Regions from separate parts of the Zea mays genome. Here region 1 is linked to region 2. A link is a contact called in public Hi-C data. All regions are on one chromosome and are shown on one strand. Each heading gives the region's core, a stretch centred on a gene start, on an enhancer-like site or on the middle of the called end of the contact. The rest is flanking DNA. Distances are from core to core; before and after follow the strand shown.

Region 1 (6,955 bases), core at 3,682-6,181, 850 kb after region 2:
GTGCGCTAGTGCTAGCAGTAGTTGTCTAATTCTAATATTTAATAAAGCTAGTTTTAGGTTTAGACTTTTGGAGTTTCTGCAAGTTACATTTTGGCCAGCGCCAAAGGAAGTTAGCACTGTGTCACTGACCACCTAGCCCTCTGTAGGACTCGCTGAACATGTACCTTTGTTTTTTGGAGTGTTGAGTCAATTTTTGGCATTTTTTTATTGTTTTCGGGTTATTTTATATTTACAGCTATGTAGTATACATGTTAATTTCCTGAAAGTTTTGCTGCCTGCTACCCTTTTTGTTCCTTTACTGATATGTACAGCTGTGAGATTATGCTGTAACTTTAGTCTGCTGTCAACAGTGACCATTACAGGCAAAGCTGCTAACTCTTAAATTTGCATTACTGTTTTTTAGTAGTCCATTACTGAAAAACAAGTGTACTAGATTAGTTATGCAAGAAGTGAAAAGTACATCAAGGGCCTGAATGGCAACCACCTACTTTTGCATTGCTAGCTGTGCATCTTCAGATTTCTGCAACTTACTGTTTGAGAGATCAAATGAATGTGCTTAAGAAAACCTGACATTATTTGTAAATTGTTCAGCTGCAAAGGATCCTTCCAACTTGCTTGCTCATGGGGCTGCATTTGCACTTGGACAAATGCAGGATGCTGAGGCTATTCCTGATCTGGTGGCAGTTCTCAAAGATTTTTCTCTACATCCATGTCTTCCATGAGGTAGTGAATTCGATTTATATGCTGCTTCTTGTTCTTGCATATCCATGCTAAATAACTGTGTACGTGTATTGGTTAGGCAGCAGAAGCTCTTGGAGCCATTGGCATGGAAAAGAGCATCCCCCTGTTAGAGGAATGTGTTAGATAATGCACTGCTTGTTGTATTGCATAGAGTGATGGTTTCATATATAGACACAGAACCCTAACCCTAATGGGCCGACATCTCAACAGTGGTACCAGCCCAACTACACATACAATAAAAGAGCAAACAGACACAAAACAACAAAAAAAAATAACATAGCAAACAGGCAGACATTAAAAGAACTGAGGAGCTCACAGTTCGGTTTATACAAATTTAAAAACTTTAAAACCCCGCAGGGCAAGGGTCGGGTCTACAATGTTGGAGGAGGAAGGACGCCACCCTTGGAGTCACTAGGAGGCACGACCGCGGCAGGCGACGGGATGGGTGGAACCACCTCGGCCTCGAAGTGGCGAGCCAGCGAAGACCCTGGCCCCTCAACGACATCAACTAGCCCCAGCATCTCGGCGTCGGTGAGGTCGGGCTCGTCGGGGAGGACGTAGCCTTTGCACACCCGCTCGAGATCGATCTCGTAGTGAGAGGCGACCACGGTCAGCGCCTGTCATACATCCAGTGGTGGGAACAGGCTACATATGAGGACATGAAGACAATTGGGCCGAGGCGGAGTGAGCAAGCCTGGGCGGCAATTGTGAAGCTGAGCGGCCCAGAGTGACCAGCAATGTAATTTTGTGTCGTGAGCCAGTTGAACGAGTATTTAGAGGAGATCGTCCATAGGGCAAGGGAAGATATTCAGACTGTAAACAGAACTATACCTTCTTCTTCGTCTCTAACCTGTGCTTTCTCTGTTCCTATGAATCTCTTGCTATCTTCCTAAATCCCGAGGTTCCTGCTTCCTACCTCCAATTCCTGTCTCGGATCTATCTCCACTACCTGCTGCTAACAATTGGTATCAGATTCGTTCGATCCTCGACCTCGATTTCAATTTGCCAACGTCATGTCGCTCGATTTCAAGCTCATCCTTGACGAGCTCAACCGGCGATTCGACGAGCTGGAGGTTCGCTGGGACCGGCGCTTCTCGCCATCTGTGTACCTCGACCTTCCACCCACACTGCTCAGCGTCCACCAATCCTCCGACGCATCCGCCAGCGCGCCGCCCACCCCGACTGCGGCCGTTGGGGCCGTCGTCATCGCCGACAACTGGGGCGGGTGCTTCGATGACGGCAAGCAGTACTACGTAGCGCCATCTGTCGTCGCCGACAACTGGGGCGGACTCTTCGAGGGTTGTGATGCTGGCGGCGATATCTCTTCGAACCTGCTCGACTCCGACCCCGACGAGGCGTTCGTCACCTCCCACTCGGACAAGGCGCTGCTCGACAACCACCACGCCGGTGAGCTCATCGCCACCGGCATCGAATATGGCTCATACAGCTCCGTCCATGGTAGCGGCGGCGCTGCGCTGTCTCACCTCGCGCACAGCAACACCAACTTCGCCATGCCCACCACCTGTTCGACTTGGGGGCTCACCGAGCATGCTATGGCCAAGGCCGTGCACCGTCGCGCGCTATGGATGCTCCGACGCGAGCCACTTCCGCGCCTACTTCGTGCGTTCCTAACGCTCGAGCGGCTCAACCTCTCCGCCTACGCCTCGCTCGACGACGCCTCCCTCGCTGCGTCCGTCGCCGATGGACCAGCAGCCGCGACAACCTGGTGGTGGTGCGCTTCGGCTTCGGCGACATGGAGAGCACGCTCAAGGGGATTCGCGGCAGCGACACGCCGTTCGTGATGGACCTAGACGACGCAGCCACCGTGGCGGGCGGCGTCGAGGACACTTACGGCGAGGACCGCGCCACCGAGGAGCAGCTCGCCACGCCCTTGGACACGCTCATGTGCGCCCGCCTCGACCCTGTCAAGTCGCACATCGGGTGCCTGCTGCTGCAGCACCTCAAGCTTTCGCCTACCTTGATTGGTGCCAAGGTGGTATTCGAGGAAATGCAGCAAAGCACCATCCTCAGGGACGCGCACACCACTATCTGCACCACGCCCGACCCGGCACTCGACGCCCACTTCGCCAACAAGTGGCGGATGCGCTGCTCCCACAACAGCACCAGTACGGCGGAAGCGGCATTGGAGTTCGATCCCGACAACTGCACCACCTGCAACACCAGTTACTACCACCACGTCGCACAGCCACGCGGACTGCTGCGTTCCGACGCATCGCTCCTGGACCACCGCTTCACTAGGGTCTACGTGATGCAAGTTGCCTTCGGCAGGTTCGACGGACACTTCTTCCACGACTTCACCATCATCAAGTCAAAGACAGACAACAGCAGCAGCTCGCCCCTCGAGTGTTCGACCAAATGTCTCAGCCTCGATATTGGACTATTCTCTGAAGCTCGTGCTGTGTTAAATGCAGCAAGACCGCAAGCAATGAAGATTGCACCAAACATGCCACAACACCAGACCTGCATTGCTGTGATGGAAGAAGGCATATTATGTGGAGGCCAACCTGGTGTTTTGAAGGAAGCCATTGTTTGCTCGATTCCTAGTGTCATGGTGTTTACTTGGACTGTTAAGAATTTTTCTGGAGTTACTGGTTTATACAGTCAGCATGACAGAGGTACGGTGTGGTTAATCGTTGCTCCTGATTGCTACTTCATTCAACACAATGAGAGGGTGCACATGATATTCTGTGGCTTTGATCTACTGAGTTTGCAACACTTACAGGGACATTTCACTGAGGCTGATATGTTTGCTCCTTGGGATGGTCAGGAATTAACCCAGTTTCAGTTTTCTGAACTATCAATATATTGGCAGCAGTCACATGGCCTGAACAGCCTATTCTTTTTCAGAAAGCTCAAGTATTCATCATCAGTTGAGGAATTTTGTGGTGCACAGTTTTCATTTCCTAATATTCTATTGCCCAAGTCTTGGTCACAGGAGTTAGCCACCAACATAGAAAGGCATTTACTACCAGAAATGATAGAAGTGGCCAATGGCTATATTTTTCATGAGCTTCATCTAATGCTTGCTTCTATTGGAGTGACACGTATGATCGGTTGTGGTAAATATTTGATATGGATCATTGGATTGCTAACTCCATGGGATCCGGGCAGAGTGGTCTTCGACCTCAAGTTCATGATGCTTTGGCTTGAGGGCAAGCCAAATCTTAAGAAAGGGGGAATGTCATACATCCAGTGGTGGGAACAGGCTACATATGAGGACATGAAGACAATTGGGCCGAGGCGGAGTGAGCAAGCCTGGGCGGCAATTGTGAAGCTGAGCGGCCCAGAGTGACCAGCAATGTAATTTTGTGTCGTGAGCCAGTTGAACGAGTATTTAGAGGAGATCGTCCATAGGGCAAGGGAAGATATTCAGACTGTAAACAGAACTATACCTTCTTCTTCGTCTCTAACCTGTGCTTTCTCTGTTCCTATGAATCTCTTGCTATCTTCCTAAATCCCGAGGTTCCTGCTTCCTACCTCCAATTCCTGTCTCGGATCTATCTCCACTACCTGCTGCTAACAGCGCCAGCTTCACCCCAAGGTGAACGGCCTTGCAGAGTTCGTTCCATACATAGCCACTCAGGGCTTGCATACGGCTCCGTGGATATCCGCCGCATCAAGGTCTCGGCTGAATTCCGCCACAGTGTCCGATATCTCCTTCAGCTCGGCCACCTTCTGGTCCATGGTCTGGGCGGCGGTCTCCAGATCCTTCTTGAGCTCTGGGAAAGGACAGAAGCGTTAAGCCATGACTAGACCCTAACAATTACCTCCCGTCCGAGCCCTCAAAGCTCGGCTCTCGGACCGCTTGGCCTCCAAGTGCTTGGAGAGGGAGTCGACGCGGAGGGAAGCTTCGGCGACCTGACGCCGGGACTCATTCCGCTCCGCGGCCATCGCCTGAAGGTTTCCCTTCAGCAGTCGCATTTCCTCCTGCTGCAGGGCCGCCTCTGCCTTCAGGCGACGGACCTCCTCCACGAGCGGAGACACCTTCCCGCGCTCGGCCGCGGCTTCGTCTCTCAGTTCAGCGCACAGCGAAGTCAAGTCCGCCGCCTCATCGCTCCTCAGCTCCAACTGCTCGTTGGCACGAAGCAGCATGGCCTTATGGCGCTGCAGCGCGGCCCAGACGTCGTGTTCGCGGCGAACGAAGATTGACTTGACCATGGACTTCGCCATAAGGTCCTGCAAAGGAAGGAACTCACATCATCACAGCAGCGTGGTAGTCTTGATTTTAACATTTACATGATATTCAAATTGGTATAATCTGTTAAAATGGAGTTGAGCACTGACTTGAGCAGCCTTGCAGTTATTTTTTAAATTTATGATGTCATATGTCAGTTGTTTGTCAGTATTGTTAGTTGTTACGCTAGGGAGGACAACATCCCGTTACTTCTTAGTTTTTGGTCAGTCAGATGCCTTCAATTTTGTCTAATGCAGCACTTTTTTCTCTCTCTCGACAGGTTGCTTATGTGCTAGGTCAGCTGCAAAATAAAACCGCTTCAGATGCACATTCTACGGTCGTGAAGAATGTCTGTGAGCATCCAATGGCCAGGCATGAAGCCGCTGAAGCCCTTGGCTCAATGCGGGTAACTAACACTGCGAGCTTTAGCAAGATGTCATTTACCAACTCCGGTCCCATTCCCATGCATAGACATTTTATGGTTGTCTGAGATTTGTGGTCGTGCTGTGTTGTGTAGACCAAGAGAGCATTGTGCTTTTGGAGGAGTTTGCAAAGGATCCTGAGCCCATAGTACGAGAGATCGGGGAAGTCATTTGAGGCACGTGCTTACCTATATCGCTACAAAGAACTATCTGTGCCATATTACATGAGATCTTCTTTTTCGTGTGAATTAAATGTATTTAAACCAGGGTTTTGCTTTTCCCATGCAGTTTCTCTTCCTTGAGACTCCTCGTGTGCAGCCCTATGATCACCCAAATGCGAAGTGGCTGAAGGCTCCTTGGTTAATGTGACTGCACCAACCATGTATCCACTGGTGGCTTGCCTGGTAGGAAAGATTTTGCTTACCATCTCAGTGGCAACAGCGGATGATGAAAAATGGTGAAGCTGCAGCTCTTGCTGCTGCAAGCAAAAACTGACACAGTGACCGACAGCAAAACAGATCGTAGCTGCCTCGGAGCTAGGAGAAGAATCCTCTGATCCTTTCGGTTTGGATGGTTTTGTTGAGCACAAGCCCAAGAAGCCTGAGAGAGCCCGAGAAAGGGCCGATGGCAGCTCTGAACATAGGAAGCTGACAGGGAGCAAAGATATTTCTCAAGTCGCAGCTGGAGGCCCCTTGTGAAACGCCTGGAAATAGCTGCTCGGCGCTACAGAGTTCCATGGTGAGTTTTGTGACGATGGAGCATCATCCATTTGCTCATTATACTTTGTATTGAACGATATCTTGCTTGTCAGGGCGCAGACTGCCATTGACATCCTTGCGAAGCGCGCATACTCCCACGAGACGAGGATCAGCTGTGGTTGCTCGGCTAAGGTGGTCAGTCGGCAGAGCCGTTGGTGTCTGTCTGATCCCCGCTTCTCCCCCTTGGCAGGCGGGCGTAGCATGATGATCTGGTTGGGTTCAACAAGGACGGCGCTCGCCTGATCCATCCATTGCCTATGCCTGGCCTGGGACTCCCATGGTCCATGGATTTCGGTGCTTGTGATGAATGCGGACGACGCCAGGGTTTCTTCTTTGGGCTTCGGCGAGCGACACGGGCGTGGGAGCTGCTGTTTTTGTGCTTGGATTTCCGTAGAGGAGGGTTGACATGACATGGCCATCACCATCCCCATGCATGACCTCATACATCAGCTGACTGACTGGATGTGTTGGATGCATCTGCATCCCTTACAGTTGCGTTGCGATGCCAAGCTAAGCTTGCAGGTACCTGTACACCGTATGGTAGGTGGGTGGGTGGTGCCTGTACTGTACACCGTATGGTGTGATATAGAGAAGGGGGTTGACTTGAAGAAAGTACAGTAGAGAAAGAGAGCAAATGTTTTTTGGTTTTGATGATGTTTTCTTTTCCCTTCTCTTCTATAAGAGCAACTCCATTAGTTTGCTAAAGGACTCTCTAAATCAATAAGTTAGGTAGTTGGTCTTAAAACTTGTGTCCAACAGCTCTTTATGAACTTTCTAAACATAGGAACTTCAATTCTTATATATCCTTATTTTGTCTCTACATTTAGAGACCATTTATA
Region 2 (6,971 bases), core at 3,027-5,526:
TAAATAAACTCTGAAACTCAGTGGAGGCAGAAAGTACTCCCTCTCTTCCATGTTATTTGGACTCAGTTTTTCAAGCACTCAAGATGTGCATCGATATTCATAGAATAAGGCTGGAGCTAAACATCTTGAGAATTTAGGCCTAGAGGTCGCCCTTAATACGGTTAGGGCGTAGTTTTAGTAGTGTGTGGGGTTTCCCTGCAGTTTTTTCTCTCTGTGGCCTTCCTCTGATTATCAGCTCTAGTGAAGGCTGCAGCATAGCTGCAGGGCAGTCTCTCTGTGTGTGTCTTTATCTTGCCTTCTTAGGCTTTGTATCTTGAAATCTACATTTTAAAGTTACCAAAATCATTTTATATTTAACTTAAAAATAAACTACATAATACAGAGACTTTGAGTTCTCAGTTTGGCATTTGCATCTATCTGTCCATAATCTCTACCCTAGCATGTACACTTGTTAAGCCTGCCAGCAGTACAACAAGAACCATATATACTTATATTAGTCTTTTAGTCCTGTGAAAAAGAGAATAGAAGTCACAAGAACATAAACACCGATGGCAATCTCGGTCGCTGATACCCTTTCTCTTCTTTTAACCACTCTGAAACTAATTGTATTTATTTATTTATTTTTAAAAAATTATATAAAATCCCTCCAGTCACAGAAGAAGTTCACCAATGGGATGTAGCAGTCAATCATTTCTAACTTCGACCAATTCTATATATCTTTGTATCAAGGATCAGGAATAAAGAAATGTCAAGTAATCAAGAGATGCTATCCTAGTATACATATACACTACAAGGTTGCTTCTTGGATGCCATAAAAAAATAAAGCAATGACACTTTTTGCGGGATTTTAGATGCAGCAAGGTATAAGAAAATATGGAATAACATTGGCAATGAAAGAATTGGAGGAACAAAATAAAATACATGGAACAGATGCATCAGAATTGGGAGTGGTAGTAATAAAAGATATGCTATCCCTTGTTTGCATGAGTCAATCACTCATACATCAAAAATATACTAGTTAGTTGCCCGTACATTGTATTTTTTATTTTAAAATTATTAGTACATTTAGGGCCTGTTTGGTTTATGGCTAAATGTGCCACACTTTGCCTAAGGTTAGTCGTTCAAATTGAATAACTAACCTTAGGCAGAAAAGTTAGGCAAAGTATGGCAACTTAGGTAGCGAACCAAACATGCCCTTATATTTATAATTCTCTCCTTTATATATCACAAGCGGGCGTTGGTTGTAGTGGTAAGAGTCGAAGGCTTTGTTCCAGGCGGCCAAGGATCGAATCCCCTCGCCCCCACTCCATTTTTTGAATATTGGAGGAGCTCTCGCTGGACGTGCGACGCACGAAGAAACCCGTGCTAAAGTTGTAGTGATTGCATGAAAATGATCAATAACTCCACTGTTAAGAGAGAGGCTCATATCATCGTTCAATGCTATCGATACTCTGAATAAGAGCTAAGAGGAAGAGGATTCTCTTCAGCAGCAATCTAGGGTAACTAATGCCAGCTAAAATAGCACAAGAGATATAGCTTGACAAGCGGGTGTAGTAGGTACAAGATAGTTGGTATCACCATCAAACTGCACTAAGACATGCAGAGGCTGGACTCAAAGACCTGAGGTTCCAGTCTGCTAGTCAATATCAATACAGTTTCCAGTAGCATTTAAAGCCTATTTGGTTGGTGAATAGTCTATAACGTATAGAACAAGAATGGCCAGCCATCAGAAGGACCAGTATAATTAGCAACAGTGGCACCTGAAACCTAGCCTGTGGCTTTCCTTTAGCTAGTAACACAACTACCACAGTAAAAGATTGGTAGTTCATTTTAGAAGTAATTTCAGTGGCATTGGCACCACGAACAACCTATGCACATATTGCATGATGGAATAACTTGATAAGAGACCATAAATATTTGTAATGGTTCCAATATCTGGGCAATACATTTCCAACGAAAAAGAGCATCTCCAATCTATTTTACCACACTGTAGTATCTGGCAATGCCAGACAGATTACAGTTAAACAATACTTTCAGTTGGCTTGCAAGTGTATTCCCCAGTTTTTGGGTTTATCTCTTTACCAATAAACAATAAAATAAACAACTCCTGATCCTTATTGTCTAGGCTTTTAGTACAAATATAGTGTGTGACAATCAAAGAATTGTTTATAGGAGCAGCAACAGTGCAGTAGTTATGATACTAAAGATCCTTGAGAGACATGGAATAAAGCATGAGTTAAATGAGGCTCAGAAAATCAAACAAGAAGCTGTGTTTTTACCCTGGTAAAACACTTTTACCGCTGAACATAAAGAAAACAAGGCAAACAGGCAATGTGCTAGTAGACTAAGGAATGTGTTGTCCAGAGACACCCCCAGGATGTCAAGGGACCACAAACACAAATGAAACTGTACAACTGGGTCCTAGGCCTATACTATAATGGAACGGAGTGGGAAGTAGCAACCATTCTCACTTCCAAACCTCATACATCAGAATTATCAAAATAGCATAAATAATGCAGTGAATTCTCTCCAACATTCTGTGGTACAGAAGGGATGGAAATGATACGATTGAACCATCCAGCACTGAATGTGCACGGAGGCACATACTTGTAATGACATAGTTGATTACAGAGTCATCAAAATATATAGGTCCAGTTACCATAGAGTTGTATTGTATAATCGAAAAGGATACTAACCTCAAGGCGGGCATACGATGGCTCTGCCTCAACTGCCCAAGCTCCCTCGCTGCCACAGATGGTGGTCGCTCCTCTTCAAGCGCCCCATTCCTTAAGAACCTTCCCCTAAGCAGTCCCTGTGACGAAAACACCAATTTCACAAACCAGCATGCACGGTTTCACAGGTAAGTGGTTCGTGCAATGCAATGCCGCTAGGTTCCCACCTGGATGCGGTTGCGGCTGCGGCGAGGAAACTCCGACACCACATGGTACCCTGATATGCCCTGCAGCTCGCGCTGACGCTCCCTGGCCATACGGCTGATGACATCCAATCGCGCCTGCCGGCCTCGTAGCCGAGGAGGCTCCAGCTCCCCTCGCCTGTCCCTGTCGGTCCCGGCTGCAGGCTCGTCCCTGCGCGTGCCCGCACGGGAGTCGCGCGGCTGGCTCGCCATCTGTACCCACTCCCTTACGAGCCTGACCCTCTGCCGCTCCGTCTCGCCGAGCCACTCCCCACCGGCGGTGGCGGTGGCAGCGGCGGCGGCGGTGTCCGTGAGGCGTCGCGCGATCTGGCGCACGCGCTCGCGGTCACGGTCGGCGTTGTCCGGGGAAGGCTCGCGGTCGAAGGGGTGGGCGGCGTCGGCGCGGGGGTGCTCGAGCTCGCGCCACATCTGCAGGAGCGAGGAGGGCGCGTTGAGGGAGGGCGCCTGCGGGCGCGGCGGCGGCGGCGCGGCGGTCGAGGAGAGGAGGAAGGAGGAGGGGTCGAGGGTGGAGACCGGGTGGAGGCGCGCGAGCGCGAGGAGCTCGGCCTCGCGGTTGCGGCGCTCGACCTCGCGCTCCATGGAGGAGAGCACCTCCTCAGCCTGGCGCGCGACCCAGCGGCTGAGGAGGCGCGACTCCCGCCTCCGCCTGCGCACCGCCGACGACTCGGCCTCGCCGTCGGGCTCATGGTCCGCGGCGCCTCCGCCCGCCGCGGCGGAGCAGGAGGAGGAGGAGGACGGGGCCGGGGAGAAGCAGCCGCCGAGGTGGTCGCAGACGAGGTCCTCGAGGTCGCGGCGGAAGTCGGCGGCGGCGCCCATGCGCTGGTGGTGGTGGTGGTACTCGTCCATGTCGTTTTGTCTGTCGCAATAGATAGATGGGGTGCCCTAACCCTAACGCGAGGAGAAGAGATTGTTGGCTGGGAAATGGCTAATGCGGAGGCGACGGGGTGGGGATTAGGGCGGGGTTGGGGCCGCGGCGAGGAGGCGGCATTCGCGAGCGATTGGAGGTTGGATTGCGAGCCAGAGCCGGAGAGACGGCTACAGCCAGCCTCGGGGACGGCGGGGAGGGGGTTGGATTGGGTGGGGAGGACGAGGACGGAAGGAAGAGGGAGGAGAGGTGGAGACGCAACTCACGGAGGAAAGGAGAGAGAGAGAGAGGTTGAGGAGCAAGGTGGAAGGAAGACGAAGAAGAAAAGGCCGCTATTTATTTATTTTTTTATTTAGTTTCTTTTTTGGTTGTTGTAAATTTGGTTTGGGCCGCGAGAGGAGAGAGGCGCGTATCTCTTTCACTCACGCGTAATAATCGCAACTGTGCGTGTATATGTATGGTATCTAATTATGCATGGTGCATACTGCATAATTAAACATATTTGAAGTTTGGACAAAATACAGCGAAATTTTGTTTAGCGGAGGCCACGGGATGTGAAGTTTTTACACGCGAATTTGGAAGCGGGTTTGGTTTGGGGTGAGAAACGGGACGGGACGGAAGTGGGTGGTGGATGGAGTTTCCGTCACGGCGTCACGTCATGGAGGGACGGGGCGGGACCCGTCCTGACACGTGGAATTGTCTGTTTCTTCCGGACAATCTCCTGGTAGTACCCCGCAACTGAGCCCCTGGCTGGCTCGCCCCGTTTGATTGGATTGAATCCAGTATTTTATATTATCTATGTTCTATTACGTTTTGAATTTTTTTATGTGTTAGAATACCTTTACAATTCGCTTCCTTGGATATGTTTCTTCATGTACAAGTACAATTTCAATTTAGTGTTTTCTGAGGCGATCGAAATTATCATAACTTATGTTTCAAAAATATTTAAAGAGTAATTATTATTTTACATTTACTTTTGTATCATTAATGCTTGTATCTTATTAATGTCTAATCTATCAAAATAATTGTAAAAACGTAATATATTTTTTGCTAACTAACAAAAAATTGAACGGAAAACTCAATTTATACATAAAGAAAAGTAAAAAAAAACGATAAATCTTGTTAAGGGTAAATTGAACCAAATCATTATCTAGGTTTGTTGTCCTCTTGAATTAATATGTCGCCAAGTTATGGCAAAACATTTGCCACCATTCCATTTAAACTGTTTCGAGTCTTCCCATCATACTGGAGTAGTATAAAAAATATGGAGAACCTAATTAGTTAGAGTGCATTTTATATGCTTAAAATACCTGTCCATATCTATCTACCTATCGTGCAACAGCGGAATAAACATCCTCTTCTTTGTTGCCTCCATTCCATAGTCCACCCCACTGGAAAAAGAAAAAGAAAAAAAGAAAGGAAAAATGCAGAGCGGAATGCAGCACCGACAGACACAGAAATTAAGCTGCTAGTCGCCGCTTCATCGCAAACGGCAGGACGACAGAATCATGAGCATGCTGTGACCAAAAGCTAGCAGGGTAATCTTATTAATTAGTAGCCTGCATCTTTTGTGTGCTCATAGACCGTAATCCTCTCCCTCCTCTGCCTTTTGATTTTTGAACAAAGTGAAATGATGCACCGGACTTTTGGCGATATCTATGGAAAGCATGACAAGAACACCATATGTACATGTTCTCCTACTGTTAATTTTATATTATTATGCAAGTGAATATTGTTACTCTGCTGTAGCTGAATATCTGCATGTTTAAAGCTACCAGATCAGTTTTACAAGTCAACATATCATTATAACTAACCGGACGATGACGACCATAGGAGGAAGGCAGCGAGAATATAAAATGAAATGATAGAGTAAAATGAAATGAAATGGTAGCAGCAACAACAACAACTACTAGCAAGTCAATTGAGTAGAAGAAAATAAAGTGGCATCGGAAGTCTTAACAGTGAAGCTAACAGCGATGTTGCATCCCATCAAAGCAAACTGCCTAGGAGTCGTAGTAGTCTACTAGATAGTACATACATGTGTTCATCATCAGTCTTTGTTGATGCCATGTAAATGTACATACATGATCAAGAGAGTAATGCAGTTTTTAGCTGACATGACGGTGCGTATATACAGAGGAGGAGGATGTCTTGTCTGTCCTGCCTTTGTGTTACTAGAAAGCTTGGCCGGCCGGCATGCCATGCCTTGCCTGCTAGTGATCATTACTACCAAGCACACAGCAGGCCGATCAAAAGATTAATGTCTTGGGCCGACAGATCAGATTTAGGTTTCGAATGCCCAGGGCCCAGGAGGAATTAATAGGATTTGATTTTGGCTCATAAAATAATAAGGTCTCAGTTCAGCAATGATTGCATTAAACATCGTCAGGAGGATTCATCAGAAGAGCGAACAAAAAGGAAAAGTCATGGACACACACATATATATAAAAAATAAATATTAGAAGAACATAAAGCGGCGGGCTCTTTTTGTGGATATAAAAATATAAAAATGGAAAAGGAAAAAAAAGAAGGAGAAGATGATCTTCCAATCTTTGTACGTAATTTGTACAATTCACATTTTGTTGGGTTCTGCTAATTCCATCCTCTCTTCCCAACGCAATAATCTTCCTGTTGCGTACATGATCCATGTCGATAAGCAAATTAAAGATGACGTTTTCCTGTTTCAGAAACCTAAAAACATTGTTTTACTATTTGAAATAGTATACGTAGCATGAAGTTCTTGCTTCAAGGCTTAAGAAAGTTCAAGATAGTAAATTAAAACAAAAGGAAACCCTAACCTTCAAACAAGATGTAGCCATGGCTTAATTCCTTAAGATGATACGGGATCAGTAAACTGAAGATGGGCTTTCTGGTTGGTGTCACAAAAGATGGGCTGCAGTAATTGGGCCTGGTTGTTTTTTTCTTTCTTTGTCCATCTTGGACTCTGTGGTTTAGGGATTTGGGGATTTGGAGCCTCTCATCACTTGTTGACTCTCACCTCTTATATTTTTTATCTTTATAGTGAAGTTTTTGCTCGTCGCCGTCCGTGGGTTTTCTCTTCGTAAGAGTTTTCCCACGTAAATCCATGTGTCTTTCATTTGTTTAGGTATTTTACTTTCTCCTCATCTTGCTTTCTATTGGAGCCATCTCTAAAGTTTTTTGGTGTGTGGT

What was found. A called contact is a pair of places that touch in the nucleus more often than the background predicts.
Region 1: a contact with region 2 is called in a Hi-C map of tassel, with 2.3 times the contacts expected there. The contact joins the promoter of LOC103654111 here to the promoter of LOC103654099 in region 2. A contact is called at or near these places in 4 of 25 Hi-C or Micro-C datasets (bundle sheath, ear, endosperm and 1 more).

The regions. Positions count from the first base shown.
Region 1 is chr4:175,944,288-175,951,242 of Zm-B73-REFERENCE-NAM-5.0, forward strand. It overlaps LOC103654111, which reads right to left and starts at 4,932. Exons shown (of 5, transcript XM_020552699.2): 1 at 4,530-4,932. The coding sequence starts at 4,932. It also overlaps the pseudogene LOC103654110.
Region 2 is chr4:175,090,416-175,097,386 of Zm-B73-REFERENCE-NAM-5.0, forward strand. It overlaps LOC103654099 (RING/U-box superfamily protein), which reads right to left and starts at 4,277. Exons shown (of 7, transcript XM_008680923.4): 1 at 2,900-4,277; 2 at 2,697-2,812. The coding sequence starts at 3,781.